2 separate regions of the Gossypium hirsutum genome follow, and region 2 is linked to region 1. Evidence: chromatin contacts called from public Hi-C data. All regions are on one chromosome and are shown on one strand. The core of a region is the stretch at or near the end of the contact, and the rest is flanking DNA. Distances in the headings are between cores, read along the strand shown.

Evidence for each region. Hi-C and Micro-C count contacts between places; a contact is called where the count stands out from the background.
Region 2: a Hi-C map of leaf shows a contact between it and region 1, with 5 times the contacts expected there. The contact joins the promoter of LOC107933531 here to the promoter of LOC107938159 in region 1. A contact is called at or near these places in 19 of 34 Hi-C or Micro-C datasets (anther, callus, fibers and 4 more).

What each region holds. Positions count from the first base shown.
Region 1 is chrA08:101,972,380-101,978,889 of Gossypium_hirsutum_v2.1, reverse strand. LOC107938159 (beclin-1-like protein) reads right to left here and starts at 3,818. Exons shown (of 10, transcript XM_041074602.1): 1 at 2,993-3,818; 2 at 2,351-2,691; 3 at 2,087-2,257; 4 at 1,459-1,583; 5 at 1,176-1,257; 6 at 795-953; 7 at 625-710; 8 at 292-363; 9 at 1-104. The coding sequence starts at 3,143. It overlaps LOC107938161 (replication stress response regulator SDE2), which reads left to right and starts at 4,179. Exons shown (of 3, transcript XM_016871235.2): 1 at 4,179-4,828; 2 at 4,915-5,464; 3 at 6,055-6,456. The coding sequence starts at 4,179. The coding sequence ends at 6,201. LOC107938162 reads left to right here. Exons shown (of 10, transcript XM_041074624.1): 10 at 1-269.
Region 2 is chrA08:102,223,968-102,230,477 of Gossypium_hirsutum_v2.1, reverse strand. It overlaps LOC107933531 (rhodanese-like domain-containing protein 4, chloroplastic), which reads right to left and starts at 3,047. Exons shown (of 9, transcript XM_016865766.2): 1 at 2,095-3,047; 2 at 1,517-1,619; 3 at 1,341-1,421; 4 at 1,113-1,187; 5 at 939-1,013; 6 at 584-664; 7 at 298-486; 8 at 18-209. The coding sequence starts at 2,750.

The DNA.
Region 1 (6,510 bases), core at 2,569-5,068:
GATCCTTGGCATTTGCAAACTCAGCAAAGTCCTTGAGGCAAGTTAAGAATAGTGTCATTGCTTTGTCGTACCGTGTACTCCAGAACAGGTTCACTGGACCAAACCTAGAAACATATTCATGCAGCAGGCAACTGAAAACATGCAACAAGCATGATGCGTAAAACACATAAGAGGACGTAGCCCAGATTTATGTATTACATACTCCCAAGGATGCACCAATCCTTTCAGGTTTACATGCTTTTAATATTCCAAATCAAATCATTCAAAAAGTCAAAAAGCCTTTACACTTACAACTCATATGTATTGTTGTTGCTGTCCATTATCCGAGGGTAGCTACCCAGGGGAATTATCTTTATCCGATAGCTGAAAGCCACTAATTAAGGATACAACACATATCACTTTATAAACTGCTTTTAGGCACAAAAGGTAGCAAAGTTCCCCCAAAGTTGAGATACTGCTTGCTTTAACTACTATTTTACCTTACACAGGCAGAAATAGATGATGGCATAAGAAAACGAGTAGACCACATAACTTGAACAATTACAACACACACACACATACAGACTGTGAACGTCACTTTTCATGGAACTACTACGTAGACTAACAATCACTAGAAAAGGATACTGAAATTTTGGTCGGAAATATTGGCACATTGTATGAAGTAGGAGGCAAGCTTGACCCCAGGCAGCATTTATTTCGTCCCACTCAACCTAAGCCAAAAACAACAAATATCAGTCACTCTTCACTGCCAACAAAAACAACTTTCCATAAGGAAAATAATGTCAATTTCTTACTGGAATTTTAGGCAGTCGTCCAAGACGAAAATTGTTTATAGTTCCAAATTCTCCATCATGCCAGATAGGGAAAGCATCATTGAGCACGTTAGTTCGCTTTAACAGCTCCAAATGTGCTTGTGAAACTTCAGTCTTAGCCAAAATTGCATCTCTCTCTTCCTGTTAAAAGAAATATTTTGTAAAGTAAGAAGGTACTTAAGGAGTTCGCTTTGTTATTTGAAAGAATATTTGTTTGCAAATGTTGATTAACTTTACTGCTCACAACAATGTAAATAACAACATTAGTAAAATTGACATTTGCTGAACCATCTTGGACTGTCTTTATCAATCAATTGTGGGTCAAAGAAAAGTTTTGGTCAAGAGACTGCATCAGAAACTAACCTGATGAGCGATTAATTGAAACTGAAAGTTGTTAAACTCTTGCCAATACCTGTCACACATTGATTCCAACAAGCATAAGGATCTGATAATTAAAAAAAATCCTGGTCATATACAAATAAAGGTGTGCTTTGCATTCTGGTTTGAGAAAGAGATGGAGGATCAAGGGGGAGGACAAAGGGAAAAGAGGTAAAACAAGTGTTGTACAACACTACAATTTTATCTGAGGCGACCACATATGAAGGATAAAGATACAGAAGAAGAAGAAGAAAAAGAAGAAACTTACCGCTCTTCCAATTCTTTGAATCGTTTTGATTTTTGCTCTAATTCTTTTAGTTCTGCATTTACTGCAGCATTCTGTTTTTCTATTTCTTCAATTGCTGCTTCAAGTTTTCTTTCTTCTTCCTCGATCTTACAGAATGAACAGACAATCAGATATGCATTTAACTAGGAAAATCATTTATCAACGCAGTTAATGCATTTATCATAATGAGGAACTGTCATTTACAAGTATTCCTGGTTTACTGTTCATATTTTTTCAACAATACAATGCAGATTAACATTGGGAAAAGTTTTTTCTTTTTTGAAGGATTTTTTTTTGGTTAATTCAAAGGGATTTTCTTTCATTCATCCAGTAAAACAGTTATCGGATCCTTGTACATTTTAACAATCCTAGCCCTCTGCCATCTTCTAGTGTCTTTTATGATACACTGTTCTGAAACCAAAAATTTATTAACATTCTGGAGTGAAACCTCCCTCATCCAAACAAAAGTGAAACTAAAGCCTTAGAGTGTCTAGACATTAGAAAATATTAAAAAGCCCTTAACAATTCTCTCTGCAAATTAAAGTACTAGCATGAGGAATCATTTATCCTTTATCATATAAGTTACTCATAGAAACTGCCTAACAGTTACCTTTAATTTCTCCTTACAAAAATCAGTCTCGCTGAGTACATCTCGTGGTTCCCCCTCCAGGCGCTGAAGACAGGCTTCATATGCTTCGATATCCCTAGTCACATCTTCAACCTCCTTGTCAAGTTTGTCAGACAACACCCTCATACACTCAAGGCATAATGGTTGTTCAACCTAAAAATGCCGAATGCATAATAAAAGAGTATAAATATATCCTCTCTACAACAATGAAGCACCAAACTGGAAAAGCAATAAAATGAGCAATACCTGTGTCTGAGTCGTGGCAATCTCAAATGCATTCTTCAGGACAGTAATAGTTGAGTGAAATCCAGAGTTGTTCGGCTGCAAAGAACTGCTTGGTCCACCTTCTGACGATGGTAATTGCGTCCCACTTCCATCAGAAGCAGACTCTGATTTATCAACCACCACAAATGATTCTTCCATACCTTTCCTAGCTTGGCCAGTATCAGGCTGACCAGGAATGCCACGAGGTCGTGGAGGGATTCCTGGGGCCAAGGGCTTTTGCTTTGGCAGCACGACGAAAGAGTTATCCATTCGTGTTGAACCCAGCATGCTGCTAGCTCCATGTATCGAAGCCCCCTGCATTGCTGCATCATTCATACATCAATTTTCTTAGCAAGGAACATCAGCTTGAAATACTGCTATTATAGTCAGGTTTAGTACTTAGTAGCCAAATAAAATAATTGAAGAATCCACTGTGTTTTGGTCCCAATTCCAGCATCAGTACATGAAGATAATAGAAAATCCCCAATTTTATAAGTTTTGCAACTCAGACCACTTCAAAATCGAAAAGAATTAATCCTCAGCTAATTAAACCGAAAAAATATTAAATTCAACAACTGGGCAGAAGCAGAAATTTAAAAAGGAAGAGATTGGAGAAACCCTAACCTGATCGAGAAGAGTCGTTGGGGAACTTGTCGACGTAGGAATCGAATCCGACGATACAGAGGGAATGGTGACAGTTCTGGCAGATCCATTTGGGGAGATTTGGATCCACGGGTAAGCTCCGACCTTTATCGGGTATATATTCCTTCTTCATTTAGCTAATCGAATTCTATGTGAAGGGAGATTTTCGGGCTGTCGGGCAATCAGGGGAGAGAGAGATGGAGGGTTTCGTTGTTTCGATTGTTGAGCCGTCCAAGTAAAACATTACAAAAGAAATCATAACAGTTTTTATGACAGGTTTTTTGTGACCAGGCCCAACGACTTTTGGATTAATTTCACTAATAGTCCCTACACTATTGCTTAAAGTTTAAATTATTCTCTAAACTTCTAATCAAATATTTAAAATATAAATATTATATCTATTAGGTCATTATGGGTGGGTTTGGACGGACGGTGGAGTGCGGTGGGGTGCAGTGCATTTAGCTTACTTTTTGTCTCACGCTACAATATTAGTGCAATACCTAATATCACCGCCACTACTGTCTTTACATTAATCGCAGATAAACATATCGTCCATCCAAACCTACCCTATGTCAGCATGTGTATTAATTTCAACATTAGATATTAGTTCAAACTTGATATAAAGCATATTTAAAAATCAAAACAAGTGGATTAAACACCAAATAACTTTGTACCTACATTTATGAATAATTTGAATATGATATATTAAAAAGTATATTGAGCTAATAAATTTAAGAAAGTTATTTTATTAACATGTGTGATCCAAATTGTCCATATGATAAATAAATATATTTATAATTTGAACTATGTGATTAAATGTGTTTCACCTCATATTTAAATTGATGTTTGATATCCAAGCTAATGACTAAGGTGATACAAGAATTTGGTTGATAGAATATTAATACTTTAAAGATACAATTAAAATGTTTTGAAGTTTGGGATCAATTTAAAATTTATATTATAAAATTGAGGCCTTCTGATGAATTAAACATTTTTTTGCCTTTTCTTTTAAGGATTCTCCGTTACCCGGCGGAGTTGACCCGAACACCCAATATATTAAAGATGGACTACTCGGGAAATTAGGTTTATAATCAGGATCCCAACCCTAGTTTCTCCTTTTCCCCTGATCCCCAAATCTTCATCTTGAAATCACGGACACGTACCTGTTATGGAAGATGATCAAATCAGCGGAGACGATATCGACATGAAGGACCTGAACCCAAGGCAGTTACAGCTGTTCGTTAAACTTCTCAATGGTGAAACTTTGTCGCTCCTATTCCCGACCCTTCAAGTCCAAGTCGGCGATGTCAAGCACCGAATTCAGGAATTTACCCAAATCCCTTTCAATTTCCAGCGACTGATTCGCGGCCATCAACTCAAGGACGATTCGGTGATTTCCCACTCCAACGCTACCCTCAACCTTTCCCTCCGGCTCCTCGGTGGCAAAGGAGGTTTCGGGTCTCTGCTGCGTGGCGCAGCCACAAAGGCCGGGCAGAAAAAGACAAGCAATTTCGAGGCGTGCCGAGACATGAGCGGAAGGAGGCTAAGGCATGTAAATGCCGAGAAGAGGTTGGAGGAGTGGAAAGCGGAGGAAGAACAGAGAAAGTTGGAGAAGATCGCTGAAGACTTCATAAAGAAGAAAGCAAAAACTGGGAAAAAAGGAGTTGGAGATGGAGAGGCCGAGAAGTACGTAGAGAAGTACAGAGAGCAGTCGGCGAGGTGCGTGGCGGTGGTTGAAGAGTCCGTTAGGGCGGCCTGCCAAAATGGAAAACGGAAGACAGTGCCGGGAGGAGCTGACCCCAAAAGATTGAAGATTTGGTAAGTTTTTAAGCTCTTTTGATTTGCCGTTTATAAGGTTGGTATTGATATATAGATTGTTGACTTATTTTTGTTTGCTTATATAGGATGGGAAAGAGGAAAGTGGATGAGAGTGATAGTGACAGTGATTATAGCAGTGAGGATGAAGATAATGAGGAAAATGAGAAATCTGTAGTTTTGAACAATGGGAATCATTCAGATTCTAGTAAGGGAGCTGAGGGGAGTTGTGGTTCAGTTTTGGGGGGAAAACAGGATATAGACTTTTCAATTGGAGTCTCAAGTGGTACTGGTTCTGAGGAAGAGAAGGAGGTTGTTCTGCATCGAAGCTCGGAATCTTGTGAAGATGTTGATGCCATGGTTGAAGCAGATGTGATTGCTGGGAGTGAAGCAGCTCATCCTGAGATGCCAGAACAAAATGGAACTAAAACTCAAAATCAAGAGGAAATAGTTAGTCAATGTCTCAGTGCTGATCCGGTTGCGGAAAATGGAGTTGGAAGTGAATTGATTGATGGACTTAATTGTTCTTCTATCCCAAAACCAGAAGTTCACAAAGACACATTAGTTTCAAATGTTAATGCTACAGAACCAGAAAATCCATTGAACTTTGATGACTTTAATTCTTCTGCAGAGATGGAGGTATGGTTGCTCACTTGAAGTTCTTTTCCTATTTCCTAGGCTTAGCTAATTTTGAGTGCTTGTTTATTTCCTTTTTTAATCATTAAAGTTTGTAGATATAGAATTTTAGATGGTTTGAAAGACATTGTTTATAAACTTGCTAACAAATAAATCCGAACTATTTGGGCTGTCTGTTCATTCTAGCCCTTGTTATTCTCACCCTTGTATAGAGATTGATACCATTGATGCATCTAGGAGGTGGAAGAAGCGATACAACTTTCGGTCTCTCACCCTTTTTACTTTAGTTTGTTGTTGCAATTTTATTAAATGCTTTCCTTTAGCTTAAAGCTTAAATCCTGCCATAGCTGTTTGATGTTATTTAGGCAGTGTCTTCGTGTTGATGTTAAAAAAGTAGTTGGATGATATAAACTAGAGAATTGAAGAAAGGATACCATGGAATGAAGTTAAAAATGGCATATGCATTAAATTGTCATGGGCCACATGGTGATGCTGTTGCCTTTATAATGCTCAATGTTGATTCAGAACTAACTAATTTATCCTTTTTTTTTTTTGGGGGGGGGGGGGGGCAAACTAATTTATCATTTCAAAAGGTTCTTGGATTGGAGCGGTTGAAATCTGAACTGCAGTCACGTGGGCTAAAATGTGGGGGTACTTTGCAAGAGCGAGCTGCTCGTCTGTTCCTGCTAAAATCTACCCCTTTAGATAAGCTTCCAAGGAAGCTGCTTGCGAAGAAGTGAAAAGCTATGTAGTAGGCTAAGGCTTCATATCACCTCATAGTGTATTGCTAAGGAGTGTTCCTTTTTGTCAAACGGAGAAATGTATATATTTCTTTCGCTTCTGTTCAATATTGTATAAGTTGGTTCTTGTAAGCTAAAACACTGTTAGCTATGAGGGGATATTAACTAATGGTCTCTGTAAGTTACACTTCGCCTAAACTGAATTTTGAGATTTGTGGAATGATAATGGTGATAAGAATGTGGTGTTTTAGCTAATTGAAACCCCAATTCTTTGCGTTCTTGTCTATTCTTTTGATAAAATGGAATATT
Region 2 (6,510 bases), core at 1,798-4,297, 250 kb before region 1:
TAAAAGTGAGACATTACCGAAGGATATGGTGAAAGTGGTTTAGGATATCCGGAGTTTCCATCTGTTTTGGGAACTGAATTAATTAGAGAAGGGGTTTCTGCTGCTGCTTCGACTTTTGGCTCCGGTTTTGCCTCTGGAGGTGAATGAATAGCTTTGCTAGTGGCGGGCTGTGATGGAGTAGGCGATGTTGGAGGCTTCAAATCTGGATACTGCCACCATAAATAATGGAAACATAGGCATTTTTCAATTTCTAATACAAGCACATACAGCATATGGAGTGATAAAAAGTGACATTACAGAAGCATAGGGTGAAAGTGGTCTTGAAAATCCAGTGATTCCAACTGCCTTGGGTACTGTTTCGGGAACTGAATTTGTTTGAGGAGGGGCTTCTGCCACTGCTTCGACTTTGGGTTCAGGTTTTGCCTCCGTAGGTGCAGGAAGAGCCTTGCTAGTGGTAGTTGTTGGTAAAAGGGCTGCTCCAATTTGCTGAGTTCACAGGCAAATTCAAAAAATAGAGAAATTAGTCATGCAAGATAAAAATAGCATACAAATAATAACCAAGGTCTATATCAAGGTTGGATACCTTTACATCATCGACAAGTTCCGTAGGAGCCACCTTCGTGTTTAAGAATTCATCAACTTGTTTAAGTGTTTGCTTTCGGTTCTGTTACAAATAGCAGAGTAGAAAGTCAAACCATTATGTTTTGGCCTTACGGAACTAGAGACATAAGTTAAGTGACACATTCCATATTTGTTCATAACCATATCCTTTTGTATGAGCTTAAGCATTTAGAACAAACAGTCACTGGATGAGTGTACTGTTACTTATTGGACCATGCAATGCTCATTTACTTTACTCATCTTGCACTAACTTTCTACACAGAGCTTAGGATTTTAGGACATTTGATTATCCAATTTAATATAAAGTGGAGACTTACCTCTGCATACAGGAATTTCTTGCTTACAAGCTGCACAATAGCAGCTGAGCCTAAAAGTTGAAGGATCGTTTCTATCTGCAGAAGATATGGCAAACCCACAATTTGAGTTGTTTCGAGGTGTGTGTATATATATATAATCAGAGGTACTGTACTAAAAGGACTCAAAAACCTAACCTCTGAAAAAGCCAAAAGGCCTAACCCTGCAGCTGCAGCAATCCCTACAGTAACAGAAAGGCCATCTGATCCCCCCTGCAGATTATCACAACCATTTATCATATAGAAGAAAACTAATAAGAAAGGCTGAAGAACTTTCCAACAAAATCAATTCAAGATCTAGAAAAGTCTCTCTATGACATCAAAATCTTAGAAGTGAATAAGCAATTAGGAGATGAAGATAGGTACTCCGAAGGCCTCGGCGAATGCTTCTGTCAAATTGCTAAGGTCAAGACCTTTCTTTGGTTGTATCCAGGGAAGACCACTGTTCTGCAGAATTGAAACCAGTCTCAAAAGATGCAATTGCTAAATTTAGAAAAAATGGAGAAAGAAACAAAAAAAAATTGATTTAGAACAGCACATACCACCCATCCCCGTGGTCCTTCAGCACCATCTTTGACTGCATAAGCAGCTTTGAATCCATTTGCAGTGACCAACTCCGCAACCAGTTCAGAATTCCCATCAAATCTGGCTTTCAACACAAATTTAAAGCAATATTAGAAGATGAATCAAATGAAAGTTCTAGTTTCATCTTCCCTACAAACAAAATGCATATAGTTACAAATAAAATATTTGTCAGCCAATGCTTACATATGTTTAAAGACACATTTTAACAGTTAAGAACGTATGGCCTATCAATTTAGAAACCTTCAACCCTTGGAACAAAATGCAGTTAATTTATGGGTTAGGAACTCAGGATCAATTAAGAAAGAGGTAATGGCCATATTCTATTGTGTAGCTTAAGGCCAATGAGCCTCCATATAGGCATATTCAGTTCTACATTCTTCCTCCACAACCAACACACAAACCATTTAATCTCAGATACAGTGATACAATCATCAATAAGAGTGGATCCTTAACTAGAAACGAAGGTTTCATAGACAATGCTGGGAATTCATATATGAACAAATATATACGAGGCATAGGGTTTTCAGAAGCTTACTTGTCCATAATGAATAAGGTTGTATTTTCAGGTTCCTTGAATTTCAAAGACAGTTTTGTCAAGAACACTGGTTTATCTTCACCATTGTAGGCAATTGACACCGGTTTCTTCCCAAATCCCTTAATGTCAGGGCTACCAACATCTCTAGACTCCTTGAGAGGCCTTATGTCCAGCAACTGAGCAGTGGCATCGTCACCTAGCTTGGCGTAAGCACTCCTTGCAGATTCAACTCCCCATGGCTTTGGATTCTTTAACAGCTGAGACAAAATCAAAGGAACTGCTAAAGCAACGGTGCCACCAGCTACAACCGTGGGATTCTCAGTTGCAAAACTGACGACGGTATCAAGGATCCCATTTGGGTCAAAATTAACAGACGAGGAGGATCCCGTCGTCTGCTGTAGGGCTTCCTCGTATGACAAGGCTTTAGCGAAACCATTGGGGAGAAGTGATGACAGAAGCAGTAAACCACCATGCAAGGTTCTTGACAAACACTGGTGCAAAGCTGGTTGGGTCTTAATAAAAGCTGGGGAGTTGGGTAGTTTGAGTGGTGAAGCAATGGGGAGCAATGGTGCTTTTCTGGCCTCGGTTCTTGTCTCAGAAAGAACCGAGAGAGGTGTCAAACTTGGAGTTGCTGCATTGAGGGTCCTCATTTGCATAATTTTTATGCAAAGAGATGGGTGTCAAATGTATGATGGAAAGGCTTGAACCATCAACAATGGAGGATTTTTGTTGGAATTGATTGGATGACAACAAGGCTCAGAGACCCTTAGCTTTGGAAGGTGCACTTTGAATGATGAAATGGTGGTGAGGTGGAATGAGTTCTGAGATCTCTGCCACTCATTGCATGACACGTTGGAAGTGAGATGAGAGGCTTTTTGATCATGTCTTTAGGACTGTTCCTCATCTCAACTCATTTGTGTGGCTAATAATTGTCTGCACAAATTCAATAGTGCATCTAAACTATAGTACCTTCCTTTTAATACAGCAAAAACGTTACACTTAATTATCTTTTAATTTACCATTTAATTTGGTATTTTAGTTTGAATTTTTTTTATTGTAATATACGATTTTTATATTTGACAAAAATTATATATATTTAGGTACATGAAAGTATCAATATTAATTTTTTAATTTTTAATTCAAGTTTTGGAATTGATTTTATAAAAATTATTAGCTAATAATATTAGCAATTAACTTTCATCATATCAATCCTAAACCTGAATTAATTCACATTAATTAGATTATATTTGACAAATTAAATGGAAAATTAAATAAATTCACAATTAACACTACATTTATTCTATTAACAAAATCATAAAAAATTCAAACATAATACTATTAGCAATTAACTTTCATTAAATGAATCCTAAAATCCAAATAAAAAAGTTAGCATTGTAACCTTTGGGTATAAAAAAAATATAACTTTTGTCAAATATAGATATCAAATTAGACCAAAAAACAACCCAGGTACCACATTAAAAAAATATATCAAATTCAAGTACCAAATGATATATTAAACCTTAGAAAAAGAGATAAAGTCATGATTTTGATAATTTTCCTCTACTTATTAAACCTTAGAAAAAGAGATAAAGTCATGATTTTGATAATTTTCCTCTACTTAGTCTTTGAATTATTTTCGTTAATCTTCAAACTTAACAACTTTTTCAGTTTTATTCATTTGACACATTTGATATTGTATCATCATATTATCGCTTAAAAATTATAATTTTATAAAATATTTAAATGATGATGTGATGCAATATTAGAGTGTCGTATCATTACATAAATCAAAATTAAAAAAAAACATTGTCAGTTAAAGCTAAATTTTTTTTTTCAGATGCTAAATCTTACCTAAGTTAAAAGTGCTAACCAAAGTTTAGGGTGTGAAACATGACACTCAACTTGGACCAAGTCTATCAAATTTTGCTCATGAATTAAGATGGGGATCTTGCGCTACCATCATGTGAGCTTGCGCCAAGCCTGGGCTTTCTTCCTCCGATCAAGCTTCTGCATCAACAATGTTATATATATAGTATTTTAATTTATCGTTTAGGGTTTTTCAATATATTTTTCTTCTATATAAGATTATACCATATTTTAGTATATCATTTCGATTTTATTTGTAAAACACGACAATACTGGTCTCTTTGATTTCATTTGCTTTTTTGCAAGAATGCATACTCCTATACTTTAAATTGATAGCCCTCCAGAACCATTTAACATTATTTATAGCGTGTCCCGCAATCATATTGCTTTTGTAAGGAAATATAACCTAACTATACATATTATACCTTCATATTGGAGGGAATCATTTCAGATAATAAAAACAAGCGAGGAAGAGGATTTGATTGGTGTTGTTTTCCGCCCAAGATAGCGGCAGTAAATGGGGGACCACGATGATTCACAGCGGCAATGGATGAAAGGAAGAAAAAGGTTAAAGGGGTAAAAGAGAGGTTCTTTTTTGTGGCATTATTGGCCGTAGTGGACCATCGACGGCGGCTGAAAGAGCAGCGGTCTCTAAGGTTTCTTGGGAAGGGAAAAAAGAGAGAGGCTAAATTAGGCAAAAATGTCAATTTTAAAAATTAATTAAGTGATTAGGCCAATTTGTAACATATTTACCAGAATAGGCCAATCTTGGAGAAAGGGGGAAATACGTCCAACTGGACGCTTTTTCACCCAACGGTAACCTCCCCCAACGGTCCAATTGCCAATGACCATAAAAAACGACTAGTTTTTATTTCTATATAAACCCAAATATTTTCCTCATGTTTTCATTCAAATCCATTTCTGTCAATTCTCTTAATTCTCTCAAATCTTTCAAGAATTTAATTCTAAAATTTTAATTAAAATTCTCTTAAGTTCTTGATTTAATTCTGTTTTTTATTCATTTTAATTTAGTTTTGGAATGACAAATACTATTATTCGTTTCGATGAAAACCACATTTTCGCGATTCAACTGTAAATGGTAAGAAAATATTTTTAATTTTTATAATTTTATTTAAGTTCATTATTAAGTTGTTAAAAAGATTAAATTTTATTTATTTTTTGTATTTTTTATAATCACGCCGAAGATTTTATTTTGGAGACGTATATGCAAAATCTATCTACAAGATTGTCGCATATGATTGAACCCTATTTGAAAGTTGTGGGATTCTTGCACATGTCTCGTATGTGAGATTTTGACAAGTTATTCTGATAAATTGAAAGTTTTAACATAAGCTTATATGCCTATTTGAATTGGATGAATGGTCTGAAAGTTTCTTAGATCTTTATTGTGGTGGTGCCAATGTGGCATATTGGTTAGGTATTTAGGGAGGAGTTACAAGTTGTATTTTTGGCATGGAAAGTGTATGTTTGAACAAGTATTTGTGTTGGCTAAATGTGCATTTTAGGTCCCTTTGAATAGGTTAATTGAGCTATGCATGTAGTGACTTATTTTTGCACCACACAGTTTGAGACACGGCCATGTGTCAAACACAGGCTAGTGACACGGTCGTGTGCTCTTTAGAAATTAAGAAGTATATGTATCACACGGTTTCAGTCTGTCACATGGCCGTGTGATTTTTTATCAAATTTGAAATTTGATCCACACGTGTTTAGTGAGTTACACAACCTGGACACACAACCATGTGACCCCTATGTTGCATAATTTCCTTTATCTTTTTAAAATATTATGATTTGATCCCTATGTGTTTTCGGGCCAATTTTTGAGCTTTCGTAAGCTTATTTAAGGCTCATATTTAAATGTATTTCATAATATTTGAATGTTTTATGACATGATTGATTATGGAAAAGTTTTATTTATGATATAATTGATCTATAATTTCAAAAATGTTGCAAATTAGTCCTAGTTAATTTTTAGGTTGGTACTAGTGAATACATAAGCTTGTATAAGGCCCGAGAAAGATTTATATTGGGTGATTATGCATTGAAATGATTTTGATTGTATGATTCATGTATAATTTGAATGTTAATTGTGTATTTATGAATAAATTCCATGATTATTTGAAATAATTGATGTGAGTTGAATGTGTTTTGTTTTGGCTTTAACTGTAGCACTCTGTAGCTCAGGTCTTGCAACCAAACAAATAAGGGGTTTTACATTTAGTGGTATCAAAGCTACGGTTTATTCGATTCTAGGAATGAATAGAGCCTGTGTTGAATCTTGAAATACATGGCTCATTAATCTGGGATAGTGTGATGTATGATTCGACCTAACTGTTAGCTGAGTTTAAATTATGTAGTATCAAATGAGGTAAATGGTAATGTTTTCGCTTCCAACAAGGAGCTGGTTATAGTGTGTCATTCCGCAGAGGTCGGATAGTGAAACAAGAGGTTTTTTCTTTTAAAAGATAAACTAACAATTCTTAGAGTTATGCGAGCTAATTTTGTGGCTCCACGACCTCCACCACTGAT